2 separate regions of the Pan troglodytes genome follow, and region 2 is linked to region 1. The links are chromatin contacts, called in public Hi-C maps. All regions are on one chromosome and are shown on one strand. The core of a region is the stretch at or near the end of the contact, and the rest is flanking DNA. Distances in the headings are between cores, read along the strand shown.

The links. Hi-C and Micro-C count contacts between places; a contact is called where the count stands out from the background.
Region 2: a Hi-C map of induced pluripotent stem cells shows a contact between it and region 1, with 3 times the contacts expected there. The contact joins two enhancer-like sites. A contact is called at or near these places in 3 of 7 Hi-C or Micro-C datasets (induced pluripotent stem cells and stem cell-derived neural progenitor cells).

What each region holds. Positions count from the first base shown.
Region 1 is chr17:23,717,523-23,723,503 of NHGRI_mPanTro3-v2.0_pri, reverse strand. No RefSeq gene overlaps it. Among named protein-coding and RNA genes, the nearest start is that of LAMA1, 56 kb to the left of the region's middle. Within about 2 kb of position 2,888, at least 2 of the 24 cell types and tissues checked have an H3K27ac peak or open chromatin away from gene starts, as enhancers often do. A contact at or near this core is called in induced pluripotent stem cells, where this site is marked.
Region 2 is chr17:23,974,185-23,980,797 of NHGRI_mPanTro3-v2.0_pri, reverse strand. No RefSeq gene overlaps it. Among named protein-coding and RNA genes, the nearest start is that of ARHGAP28, 190 kb to the left of the region's middle. Within about 2 kb of position 4,002, at least 2 of the 24 cell types and tissues checked have an H3K27ac peak or open chromatin away from gene starts, as enhancers often do. A contact at or near this core is called in induced pluripotent stem cells, where this site is marked.

The DNA.
Region 1 (5,981 bases), core at 1,639-4,138:
TGCATTCTTTGTCTTTTCCCGATGGTGCTATATTTGGCCTGTTTATCTAGACTCACCCAAAATAAGAAAAGTCCTGGATCAATTGAACACTAGGGAGGAGGTCAAAACCCCTCTCCTATGGAAAGTTCCTTGAAGCAGTGGGAGCCTCCAAGTTCACTGCCAGGCAAACTGTCACAGACACCAAGGAACAGAGAGGCTCACAGGTTAAAGTACAGTGTTTGAAACACACTGCTTATTAAATGAATTGGAAATACGGGACAAAAAGCAAGGAGAAAGAGACAGGATAGGTAACAACCCTGGAGACACAGGGCTACCAGGGCGGAAGAGCCACACTCCTCAGCCTTGTCCTCTCCCCTCACTCCCAGCCCCCACTGCCGGCCTTCTCCTTGTTGCTGTGCTTTTGGGAGCCAAAGCACAGGATGATCAAGTGCCTATGGCAAATGCTTCTTGAGCAGAGGGGCCACGGAGGCAGAATGGGTCTCCCCACTAGATGCAGACTTCAGCCTCATTAATACCGGGTACCTGCCGAATATATGAGCTTCCCGAATCTCAGCTCTGAAATAAAACATGACTTGTAAAACAGGAGGCCAGCCTGTGAGCTGTAGTTTGCTGATAAGATCTTTAGAAAGACTGCATGAAGATATTATCCAGCTTGATTACAAAGTTTTTTGGTGGCCCCTTAAGTTTTGTGCCAAGTGGAGCTCCTCAGCGCCTCACTAACCTGGCCCTGAGGGGTGGAGCCACGACTGGGACGCAGACAGCCTGGCCCACTAGTCCAACAGACCCCAAAGCCCCCGACAAAGTAGTTCCTGTGGTTTACTTGGGAGACCTTGGGAGGTGAGTCAAGCATTCCTTCATCTGCCTCTGCCGGCCAACGTGAATACACCTCTATACACAGCAGGCACTGTGTCATCGTTAAGATGTGCAAACAGATGGCGCAGCATTAGGTACCTTACCTCCGTCTGCACAGCTAGCTAGCTTGGGTCTGACCCTAGGACTCTGTTGCCAAAGCCAAACTGTGGTAAACATATGTGGTGTCTTCAGCTGAAACTAGACAAACATAGGCCTAGAATAACGGTTTTACCCTGAAAAGAAACCAAACATACACAGAAAGGGTAAATAAAGGCACAGGCAGGGAGGGGAGAAACAAGAGGCGTGGGAGGGGAGCAACTGGCAGAGGAATGGAGACGGGGTGGGGAAGGGGAGGTAAGAGAGATGGGGGAAGTGAATGGGAGGCCCCTTAGGGATGCCGTTCATAGCAGAGGGCTCCAGAATTGAGCGTGTGTGGTTTTGCATGCGCTCTCCATGACAGCCCTGTGAAGCACACGGAAGAGACTGCAGGCGGGGAGCTGTGAGGCTGGACATGCGGCAACCTGCTTGCCCAAGGATATGCCGGGAGGTGAGCCTGGGTCTCTCAGGCCACGCCTGCGGCACATCTGATTTCTCCATGAATGCTGAAGTCCTTTGAGGGCTGAGAATAGATTCTGATAAGATTAACAGCAAGAACTTGCTATCTTCCAGGCCTTGAGGTGAGGCAACTATCCCCAAATCTCACACACCATAAGCGACAGAGCCCTGGAGAGCCCAGGCAGACCAGCTCTGCTTGGCCACGCTGCCTCATCCGCCTCTGGACCAGGGCTTTCTTGTACCAGATTGAGAACTGGGACTGTCTACACCACACAGCTCACTGTCTACATGAACGTGACTTCACTGGCGTGTTTGTCCTCGTCAACATGAGTTTACTATTCCAGAAAACTCTTGCCACAGAGCTGTAGATAACTTTATCTTTTCAGCGTCTTCTGGAAAGACCCATCAGCTTTTCAATACAAAACATCAAACCCTCTCAAGTCTCTTTTAACCCTGCCTCAGAATCACCGGTTTGCTGTGTCATCCCGAAATCCTCACCTATTACAACATGGTCCTCACCCAAGCCTAATCAAGGCCCCATTCAATGGGAAAACCCACCTGGAATCAGACTTCAGCATCTCAATAAAAATGCCAGCTTTGTCCTCCTGCCTCTGCCTCATCTTCCTTAGAGTCAGAATCTACAGGGCTTTGTGTGTTTATCAACAGATTGTTTCGGTGACACCTTGGGGAGTTAGCATTTGATAACACAGAAAGAAAAGAGAAAAGGGAAATTAAAAAAAAATTGGGGGTCAGGCACTGTGGCTCACGCCTGTAATCCTAGCACTTTGGGAGGCCGAGGCGGGTGGATTGCCTGAGGTCAGGAGTTCCAGACCAGTGCGGCCTACATGGTGAAACCCCGTCTCTACTAAACATACAAAAAAATTAGCCAGGTGTGGTGGTGTGCGCCTGTAGTCCCAGCTACTCGGGAGGCTGAGGCAGGGGAATTGCTTGAACCAGGGAGGTGGAGGTTGCAGTGAGCCGAGATCACGCCACTGCAATCCAGCCTGGGAGACAGAGCGAGACTGTATCAAAAAAAAAAAAGAAAAAAAAAAAAAGAAGAAGGACTGTGGGGACATTTCACAAGGGACAAGTGATTATGCCATCTCCCAGTAGTGAAATTCCACCATTTGGGCATGGTGCCCAGATGACACCTGGGACTTTTTTGCAGTTTAGCAGAAGTGGCGGCTGGCCCTGGAATCCAGGGCTGCATTTGCCACCCTTGGGCTCCTTGCATGGGAAGTTGCCGATTCCTAGGAAAGCTATAGTTTCCCTCCTGTGCCCCGAAGGGAATGTTGCATCTGCTGCAATTTGCCTTTGACAGGAAAACACTCCCTCCTTCAGCACCCCACACCCACACCCTCTCCCTTGTCTTCCAACAGTGCCTGGGCAAGGAAGCCTGGGCTCTGCAGCTGGGGCCTGTGCTGCTCTCGGTGTCCTTGGCCTCTAAGCCACAGTGACTGTCACCCTGGTCATTGATCACTGCTGCCATCTGCTGCCACCACCCTCTTAGGTCAGCTGGCCCAGTGTCTCCCTGCTGGCCTGGCCCCACCTCCCTCTCCAAAGAGCGGAAGCCAACTGTGACTCCATGCGCTCCCCAGCCGGGGCAGTTGCTCTGCTGTGTCGGCCTATGGGGCCCAGGTTTTTCCCTCATAGCAACCACTGTCCCCCTCAGCTCATCCTCCCGCATGTGAGTGGCCTTCTGGACCCTCCATGTGGCCCACGCCAGGATTAGGGACCCGCCGGGCATCCCAGGAGCTGAGGGAGAACTGGGCAGCTGAAGATGTGTCCTTCCATGCCCAGTGATGCTACGGATTGCACACTAACAGGAACCTCATGTTGGATCAAGAATGCTAAGAGGTTTTCTGCCCAGAATCCCAATGGGAAGCAGGACAAGGGAGCTTCTGCCCTCAGCGCCCATCAGCCTGTTCATAGTCAGGCCACAACCCGGTGGCCAGGAGGGACAGTCAGGCCTGTCTCAGTCTGCTGCAGGTGTCATAGCAAAGAATCATGGGCTAGGAGGCTGAAGCAACAGAAACTTATTTCCTCTCAGTTCTGGAGGCTAAAGTCCAAGACCAAGGTGTTGGCAGGGTTGGGTTCTGGTGAGGTCTCTCCTTGGCTTGGATGGCTGTCTTTTCCCTGTGTCCTCAATGGTCTTCCCTCTGTGTGGGTCTCTATGTCCAAATTTCCTCTTCTTACGACATCAGTCAGATTGGATCAGGGCCCACCCTAATGACTTCATTTTACCTCGATCCCCTCTTGAAAGAGCCCCCTGCAAACACAGCCATATTCTGAAGCACTGGGGTTTGGACTGCAGCAGATGAGTTGGGGAACACAGTTCAGCCCTTAAGAGACCCCTTCTCTACCGTCTCCCCCGAGCTCCAGCCTGTTCCCTGCACGAGCCAGTAGCTCCCATTGTCCCTCCTTTCTCTTTCTAGATGGAAGTTTTCTTAACATTTCTCTTTTTCTTTTTTCTTTTCTTTGAGCTAACATCTCATTCTGTCACCCAGGCTGGAGTGCAATGGTGCCATCATGGCTCACTGCAGCCTCAACCTCCCAGGCTCAAGCAATCCTCCCGCCTCAGCCTCCCAAGTAGCTGTGACTACAGGCTTGTGCCAGGTTCCTTTTTGTACTTTTGGTAGAGAGGGGTTTCACCATGTTGCCCAGGCTGGTCTCAAATGCCTAGGCTCAAGCCATCCGCCTGCCTTGGTCTTCCAAAATGCTGGGATTACAGGTGTGAACCACCATGCCCGGTCACATTTCTCTTTCTTTCTTTCTTTTTTTTTTTTTTTGAGACAGAGTTTTGCTCTTGTTGCCCAGGCTGGAGTGCAATGGCGTGATCTCGGCTCACCGCAATCTCCACCTCCTGGGTTCAAGCGATTCTCCTGCCTCAGCCTCCCCAATAGCTGGGATTACAGGCATGTGCCACCACACCCAGCTAATTTTGTATTTTTAGTAGAGACTTGGTTTCTCCATGTTGGTCAGGCTGGTCTTGAATTCCCAACCTCAGGTGATCCGCCTGCCTCAGCATCCCAAAGTGCTGGGATTACAGGCGTGAGCCACCGCGCCCGGCCCACATTTCTCTTTCTGATCTACCTTCCCCACTTCCAAAATGGTCTAGTGACTGCTATGGGACGTGACTTCCAGGGGAAAGAAGTGAGAAATCCATTAGTTAAACGTTTTCGACGAATCATCCTCCTTACCTTCAAGTGAGACTGAGGATACCCACAGATAGGCCTGGAAACTGAGTTGAGGAAAAAGGAGGTTGATAAAAAATGGAGCGTGCAGGAGCAAACACGGGGACCCTGAGAGCAGATGTGCTCCAAGAAGATTCTAGAATTGGGGGAAGACATCCAAATGCGCTGAGATTCTGCAGTTACAAAACGGGTTTATCAAGCCAACAAAAATTCATCTGTCAGTATTCATATAACCTCCTGGTGAGGGCTGGTGAGGGCTGGGTATAACCAGGATTTTTTGAATTGGATTGAAAAAGAGAAAAAAGTAAAAAGTAGGCCTTGTTGATTGACAACATTTTCATGGCCGTTTATTCTTTAATAAGCAGTTTTGGGGCCATTCATCATGTAACTCTTAACCTACTCTCCCTTTCAACTTTAATGAAATGTGTTCCTTGTATGGAATTTTCATAATTTTACTTTCTCTGTTAGAGAAGTTGTTAGGATTTGATGATGAGCTGTAAGCCAGCTGAATATTCTTCAGAAGTTTTCAAGGTATCTGATTGAGTTTATCGGCTTCTTTTTCCTAGCTGCTTTGCTGTCTCTCTGAATGATTACAGAGTTCTTTCATAATTGTGCCAAGTATGAAATGATAATGAACCACTCCTAATCAGAAAGTAGCTTCACAGACCAGGCAGAGGCCAGCACTGGTTTACTGAGTAATGAAGGACCAACGGCTCCCCTTAGCGACATAATGGGGGTACTACCTGCTCACACTAGCTAACAGGAACCCTGTGAAGTAAGCACAAATTCAGATTTAAACCTCATTTTATTGCAGATTTTTACAGGCAGAATAAAAAACTGTAGGTGAAAATATTAATTATCAATTAGGAAGAAGTTACATAATATATTTGTTATTCTTTTTGTAACTGAAAGACTTTATACTATCATGCATACATTTAAATAATGAAATCTGAATAAACAGATAAAAGTGAATCTAATTATCTTAAAACACTCACTCAACATCAAAATATAATCTCCAGGGTTTATTAAAAGAATAGCTTATTTTGCTAGACTACTGGTAAGAATAAAATATTATTGTGTCCGGAATTGGTGGGTTCTTGGTCTCACTGACTTCAAGAATGAAGCTGCGGACCCTCGCGGTGAGTGTTACAGCTCTTAAGGTGGCGCATCTGGAGTTTGTTCCTTCTGATGTTCGGATGTGTTCGGAGTTTCTTCCTTCTGGTGGGTTTGTGGTCTCGCTGGCTCAGGAGTGAAGCTGCAGTCCTTGGTAGTGAGTGTTACAGCTCTTAAGGCGGCACATCTGGAGTTGTTCGTTCTTCCCGGTGGGCTCTGGGCTTGTGGTCTCACTGGCTTCAGGAGTGAAGCTGCAGACCTTTGTGG
Region 2 (6,613 bases), core at 2,753-5,252, 260 kb before region 1:
TATAAAAGCAATACCACTTACAATAGCATCAATAAATATAAAATATAGAAAAATAAATTTAGAGCAAGATAAGCAGGGCCTAATTACTGAAAACTACAAACATTGCCAAGGGAAATTAAATATGAACTCAGTAAATAGAAGGATAGTCCACGTTCCTGTATTGCAATATTCAATGTTGTTAAGGCATGCATTCTCCCCCAAATGGACCTGTAGACACAACGAAATCCAAATCAGAATTCCAGGAGTCTTTTTTTGTTGTAGAAATTGAGAAGCTGATTTTAAAATGCGTATGGAAATTCAAAGGACTTAGAATAATCAAAGAGTCTTGAGAAAGTACAATAAATTTGAAGGACTTATATTACTTGTTTCCAGACTTATTACAAAGCTACAGTTATCAGTACAGTGTGATACTGGTGTAAGGATAAGCAGAAGGATCACTGGAACAGACTAGAGTTAAGAAATAGACACGTACATACATAGTTGATTTTTCACAAACTGCCATGCAATTCAGTGGTGAATGGAAATTCTCTTTAAAATACAGTGCTGTGATTCCTGGGTGTGATGATTAACTTTAGGTGTCAAGTTGACTGGACTGAGGAATGCCTAGATGCCTGGTGATGCACTGTCTCTGGGTATTTCTGTTAGGCTGTTTCTAGAGGAGACTCGCCTGTGAGTCAGTGAACTGAGAGAAGCCCCACCCTCAATATGGGTGGGCACAATTCAATGGGCTGGAGGTTTGGCTGGGACAAACAGGTGGAAGAAAGGGGAATTCTCTGCTGTCTCCTCTCTGTTCTCTCTCTCCCTTCCAGAGACAGATGCCTTTTTTCCTTCTGCCCTATCAGACTCCAGGTTCTTCAGGTTTGGACTCTGTGACTTGCACCACAAGACTCCTGAGGGGCTCTCACACTTTAGATCTCAGACTTGGGGCTGCTTCCAGAATGAGCCAAGCTATGGGTTTCTCTGGTCTTCAGCTTGCAGATTCCCCTATGGTGGGAATTTTCCACCTCTCGTTGATTTTGGGAGCCAATTCCCCTGAATAAATCCCTTCCCATATATATGATTGGTTCTCTCTGGAGTACTCTGACTAATACACCGGGACATCCCTTTGGGAAAAAAAAAAACCATGATGAACCTGGACTTCTATTTCACAAAAGTACAAAATATGCAAGTTAGATCACAGGCTTTAATGTGAAAGCTAAAAGTATAGTCTTCCAGAAGAAGACTGAGGAGGTTATCTTTATGTCTTTGAAGTAAGTGATATTCCTCAGACAACGTTGCAAGACATCTTCTCAATTCCAAAGTTCTCTTCAAAATATTATTTCTTTGACAACAACACATACAAACAGATGGAAGAGAATCAGGAGTTGGGGCAATGCAGGGCCCTTGGATATTTCATTTATCTCTGCCACCATAAATCATACTTTCTCTCAATACCTACAGACGGGGGTAAGCAGTGAGGAGAATTGGTGGGGGTATGATTTTGAAAGATTTTACCATATGTGTACTCTTACAATGTGTTTATGAACTTGTACCTAATGATAATTCATTCTGAGCTTTGCTCTGCCATCTCGTAACATTTTTATCACTGTGCATGTGCAAGCCTGTGCTACAGTGTAGACTCCACCACCCCAGGGCACCAATCCAATCACATAACAATCTGCATGTATAAGTACCAAAATCGGTACTACCATACCCATCAGTAATAGTCCGCCAATTCTCCAATCTAAAAATCTATTGCCTAACAGGGTTGTGGAAGCTATTTTCTACTTCCATAAATCTTTCAATGCTGCAACTTTTTGTTTTCGAACAGTAACAGTTCGGTTTCAACAACAGCTATTTTGCAAATGGTTACCAACCTGATCGAGTTCTAACAAGTAATCCACAGTTATTCTGTTGTCAATTACATGATCAGTTACAGTATTTCTAACCCTACAACTCTTGACTCAGTAATGAAATCATTCATGAAGTATGATTTAGTGATGCAGATGATAAGCACAAAATATGCTGCGCATAAACAGTTAGCATCCCTCTACATTAATTTGACAAGTTAACGTCACCCCACGCCATTTTGCCAACGGTTGTAAGCAAAAGGATTCATAAATGATAAAGAATCCCGGGATGCTATTCTTAGCCACCTCTATTTGAAGAAGAATATGAATTTAGAAGTCTGGAGAGTTTCCTTGGTCACAACACCAAATAGCAGTCACTTGTTCATCTTTTGAACACACTGTGATGTCATGCAGAGATTTCAAAGTGCACTTCCGGGAGTAAGGCAGGGCCAAGCACAGTTGTTGTCCTCAGCAGTTTACAGAGGGATGAGTCTGGGGAGTTAATCTCGGTGGTCTTTCTGTGCCTACCAGAGCTAGAACCAGAACTCTATGTCAATACATTGCGCTACCCAACCAGTTGAGGAGAAGTCTTTTCTGTTTCAGGACAGAAATGTTACAAAGACCATAGTTTGAAAAGATACATCCTAAGATCGGCCATTCTTTTCCTAAAAGCAATGCTCTCAAGCAAACATTTCATGTCACCAGGTTCCCAGGGGAAAGGAGGTAGACAGCCTGCAGTCAGATTTTCACAGAGATAGAGAAAAGATTATGTTAACCTTTTATGCAGTCCTTCCACCATGTGACGTAGGTTCAATCCACGTAATATACAAATATGCAAAGTGATATACATATGAGAACCAGCATTTGACTTTTTCTATGGGACAGTAATATCCCTTTCACCTCTTGACCAATCCAATTACTTAATGTCCAAGTAATCTTAATAGGACTCCAATATTTTTATCCTGGGAATTATGGGCGTAGTTACATCAAATAACTGCATGACAATGTTTAACATATCAAATTATAGTACAGCTAATTTTTTTGGTTTTCAAGCCATGTTTCACTTTTATTTTAAAAAATAAATCTAGTGGTGTATATTTAAGGTGTTCAACATGATATTATCTATCTAGTGAAATGGTTACTAGAGTACAACAGATTAATATATCCATCATCTCACATAGTTACCCGTTTTTCCATTTTTCCGTTTTTCCGCCTTGTGGCAAGAGCAGCTATGATCTACTGATTTTGCAAAAATCCTTAACACAACACACTATAGAAACTACAGTCCCGATGTTGTTCATTAGATCTTTTGATTTGTTCCTCCTACATACTTGCTACTTTGTATCCTTTGACCTAAAAGGGGACACTTGCTAACCTGGGGACAGCATAATTATTGCTCAGTTTAGCAAGTATTCTCTTTTAAACATTCCAATTTAGCACGTTTCAAACTGGATTTTTAAATCTTTATGCCCAAATCCGTTCCACCCACATTAAAAAAAAATCTCAGTTAACAGTGGCTTTTTCAGTTTCTCAAGTCAGAAATCTTGGAGTCCCCTTGACGACTTTCTTCTTGTCACATCCCACACCAGCCCCTTAGCAAGTGCGGGGTGACCCAGTTCAAGGCACTGTCATGAACACAGGATGACCAGGTTCTTCTGGCTTGCACTTTCAAACCTTTAGACGATCACTTTTTGCCTCTTAAACAGCTTTCTTATATATATTCTGCTTTCCCGGTATTCGTCGCTAGACGGCAGCAGAGGATTTTGATTGGATTCCAAATTGGTTGGTTAAAGCAGCCTGAGCTGCTCAGAGGGAGGTTGTGGTTGTGTGTTGTGGTGTTGTGTGGTTGTGGTGTGTGGTTGTGGTTATGTGTGGTTGTGTGTGGTTTTGTGTGGTGGTGGTGTGTGGTTGTGTGTGGTTGTGGCAGTGTGGGGGTGGTGGTGTGTGGTTGTGGAGGTGTGTGGTGTGGTTGTGGTAGTGTGTGGTGGTGGTGGCGTGTGGTTGTGGTGGTGTGTGGTTGTGTCGTCCTTGCTGTTGCCTTACTCGTCTTGGAACTCTTCAGCCGGCAGAGGAGAGAGAGGTTCTTCAGACCGTCCTCATACCTGGGGACTAGTGGGTGGCTGTGCTGCCCGAGGCTTTAAAGCTTTGTCTTGCATCCGCGGGCCACTCTGGAGGTCGGGCGCCCGCAACCCTGCGCCACGCCGTCCTGGGCTTGCCGACGCTCGGCCCCTGCAGCTCCGTCCGCCCGCGGGCTGCCTTTGCTTTGCCTCCCTGTGTGGCTGGGAACCAGCGGGGCGGGTGCCATCGTCCGGCCTCACCCCCTACCCTGGGTCCTGCACGTGGGCACTGCGGGCTTCTGGGCCACCTCCGCCCTTGCAGCGCAGAGGGCCCCGTGGTCTTCGTCAGCGCTCAGTCAAGGTGAGTAAGGGCAGGCAGTCTCTTTTTGAGTCTCTTCGTTTCTGACACCTGTAAACAAAGGTGAACCCTAAAGAGCCACTCCTTCAAGAGGCACCCAGATGGCCAGCTGGGCCTACATTTTGAATAGAGCCACGCAGCCATCTGCAGTTGACTAGAGGTCACCCTGAGTCCCCAGACCACCCGCACTTCTGCTGTACTTTGCCACATGCTGCGCTCACCTGAACCAGCCAAGAAGATCTCAGCTGTATCAACCAATCAACCAGAGCTCAGCTGTATTGACCAATCACAACTAGGCAAGTTTGAATCTTTTATTTGCATAAATGAACATGATTGGGCACCTGGGCAGGCACTGTCACTATAAAACCAGAGCCCTCCCTTTGTACTCTGGAATGTACCTTCCTTTAAGGCTGTATCTCCCAGGTTTGCAAACTGTTCACTGGAATAAGCCTCTTTCCTCCAAATTCCTTTTCAAACGACTTTTGTTCACAAACCCCACACAAACAGCTTCATCCCATAGGGTTAATTTACTTCCCTGGATATAGCTCCTGACTTTGGCAGAGAATGGCCCTGAATGATAACTAAGCCCATGCACTCCATGCACTATCTCTATCCTTTCTCTTTCTTGGCGGATCCAAATGCTAGGTTTGGAAGAGTAATGGCAATTGTCATCCTATGGTAATATTTCCTGCCCTGTTACTGGTATTTTTTCTGTTCCATAGCTAAGAAAGCTGTCATTCCTAGTTAATTGATGGCTTCAAGGGCATATTTAGAGGTTATCTACTCCTATGTTCTTGACTAGGAAATGCCTGCTGTCCCCTTCTGGCCATCCTGGAAGGTTCTGGCCCTGAGCTGGGTTGCAATCTCTTCCACTAGATCAGCTTGGAACCCTGCTGGCATGATCTCAGTTCCAAAGACATCTACAAAATGTTGTTTGACAGCAAAGCACACAGCAGATGGAAAAGAATCAGGAGCTCCAGGGAAGCTGGAGGCTCTATTAGACACATTTCTCTCTTCTTCCCAGCAGTAAATTACACCTTCTCTGACCAGAAAGAAGTTGGAAAGGGATACATGGGAGGGGACACCCTTGAAAAATTTATCTGAATTTTGCCAACTAACAATCACTTGCATAGTCTTACAGGCAATGACATCTTATTTATGACCTTTTATGTTATATAACACATACAGCTCATTTTCGGTAGTTGCTCTGCATTTGCATAACATTTCTATCACTGCATAGCAGTGAGCTTTGCTATAGTCCTGAGCTCCATTTCCTTAGACATTGGAAACAGGCTTCTCTACCACACAGTTCTGTGTCACTACAATAGGACCACAAAAACCTTAGCCATAGAAGGAAATCATTGATAAATTGGATCCATACAATTTAATATTTTTGCTCAGTCAATAAACTGTTAAAGGAAAGCTATAGATTAGGTGAAGAATGTGTGTGTTTGTGTGTGTGTGTATAATTCACAGAATATGTAAAGAACTCTAACAAATTACTGATTTTAAAAAGATAATTTTTTAATGGACAAAAGACTTGAACACTTCACAAAAGTATAGAAATAGACAACATGCATAAAAAGATACTCAACATCATCAGTCATCAGAGAAATGCAAATTAAACCACCAGGTGATAGCACTATGCAACCACAAGAATACTCAACATTGGCTGGGCACGGTGGCTCATGCCTGTAATCCCAGCACTTTGGGAGGCTGAGGCAGGTGCATCACAAGGTCAGGAGATCAAGACCATCTTGGCTAACATGGTGAAACCTCGTCTCTACTAAAAACACAAAAAATTAGCCAGGCGTGGTGGTGGGTGCCTGTAGTCCCAGCTACTTGGGAAGCCGAGGCAGGAGAATCACTTCAATCTAGGAGGCAGAGGTTGCAGTGAGCCGAGATTGCACTACTGCACTCCAGCCTGGGTGACAGAGTGAGACTCGGTCTCCAAAAAAAAAAAAAAAAAACCATACTCAACATTAAAAAGAGACATAATACCAAGTGTTGGCAAGGACATACAACAACTGGCATTCTCATACATTGCGGTTGGGAGTATAAAGTAGCAGAACTACTTTGGAAAACTGGCAATATAGTATAAACATAACCATGTACCTACCCTATAACCTAGAAATCAACTCCTAAGATATTACCCAAGAGAAATTAAAACACATCCACACAAATACTTGTGCAAGAATGTCCACTGAAGTTTTATTCATAACAGACAAAACTTGGAAAAGGGTTAAGTACACTTGGTTAATTCATATAATGGAGTATACTCAACAATAAAATAAAATGAATTTAGAGCACATGCAACAATATGAATTTCAAAAACATGTTGCATGCAAAAAGTCAAACATGAGTCCATA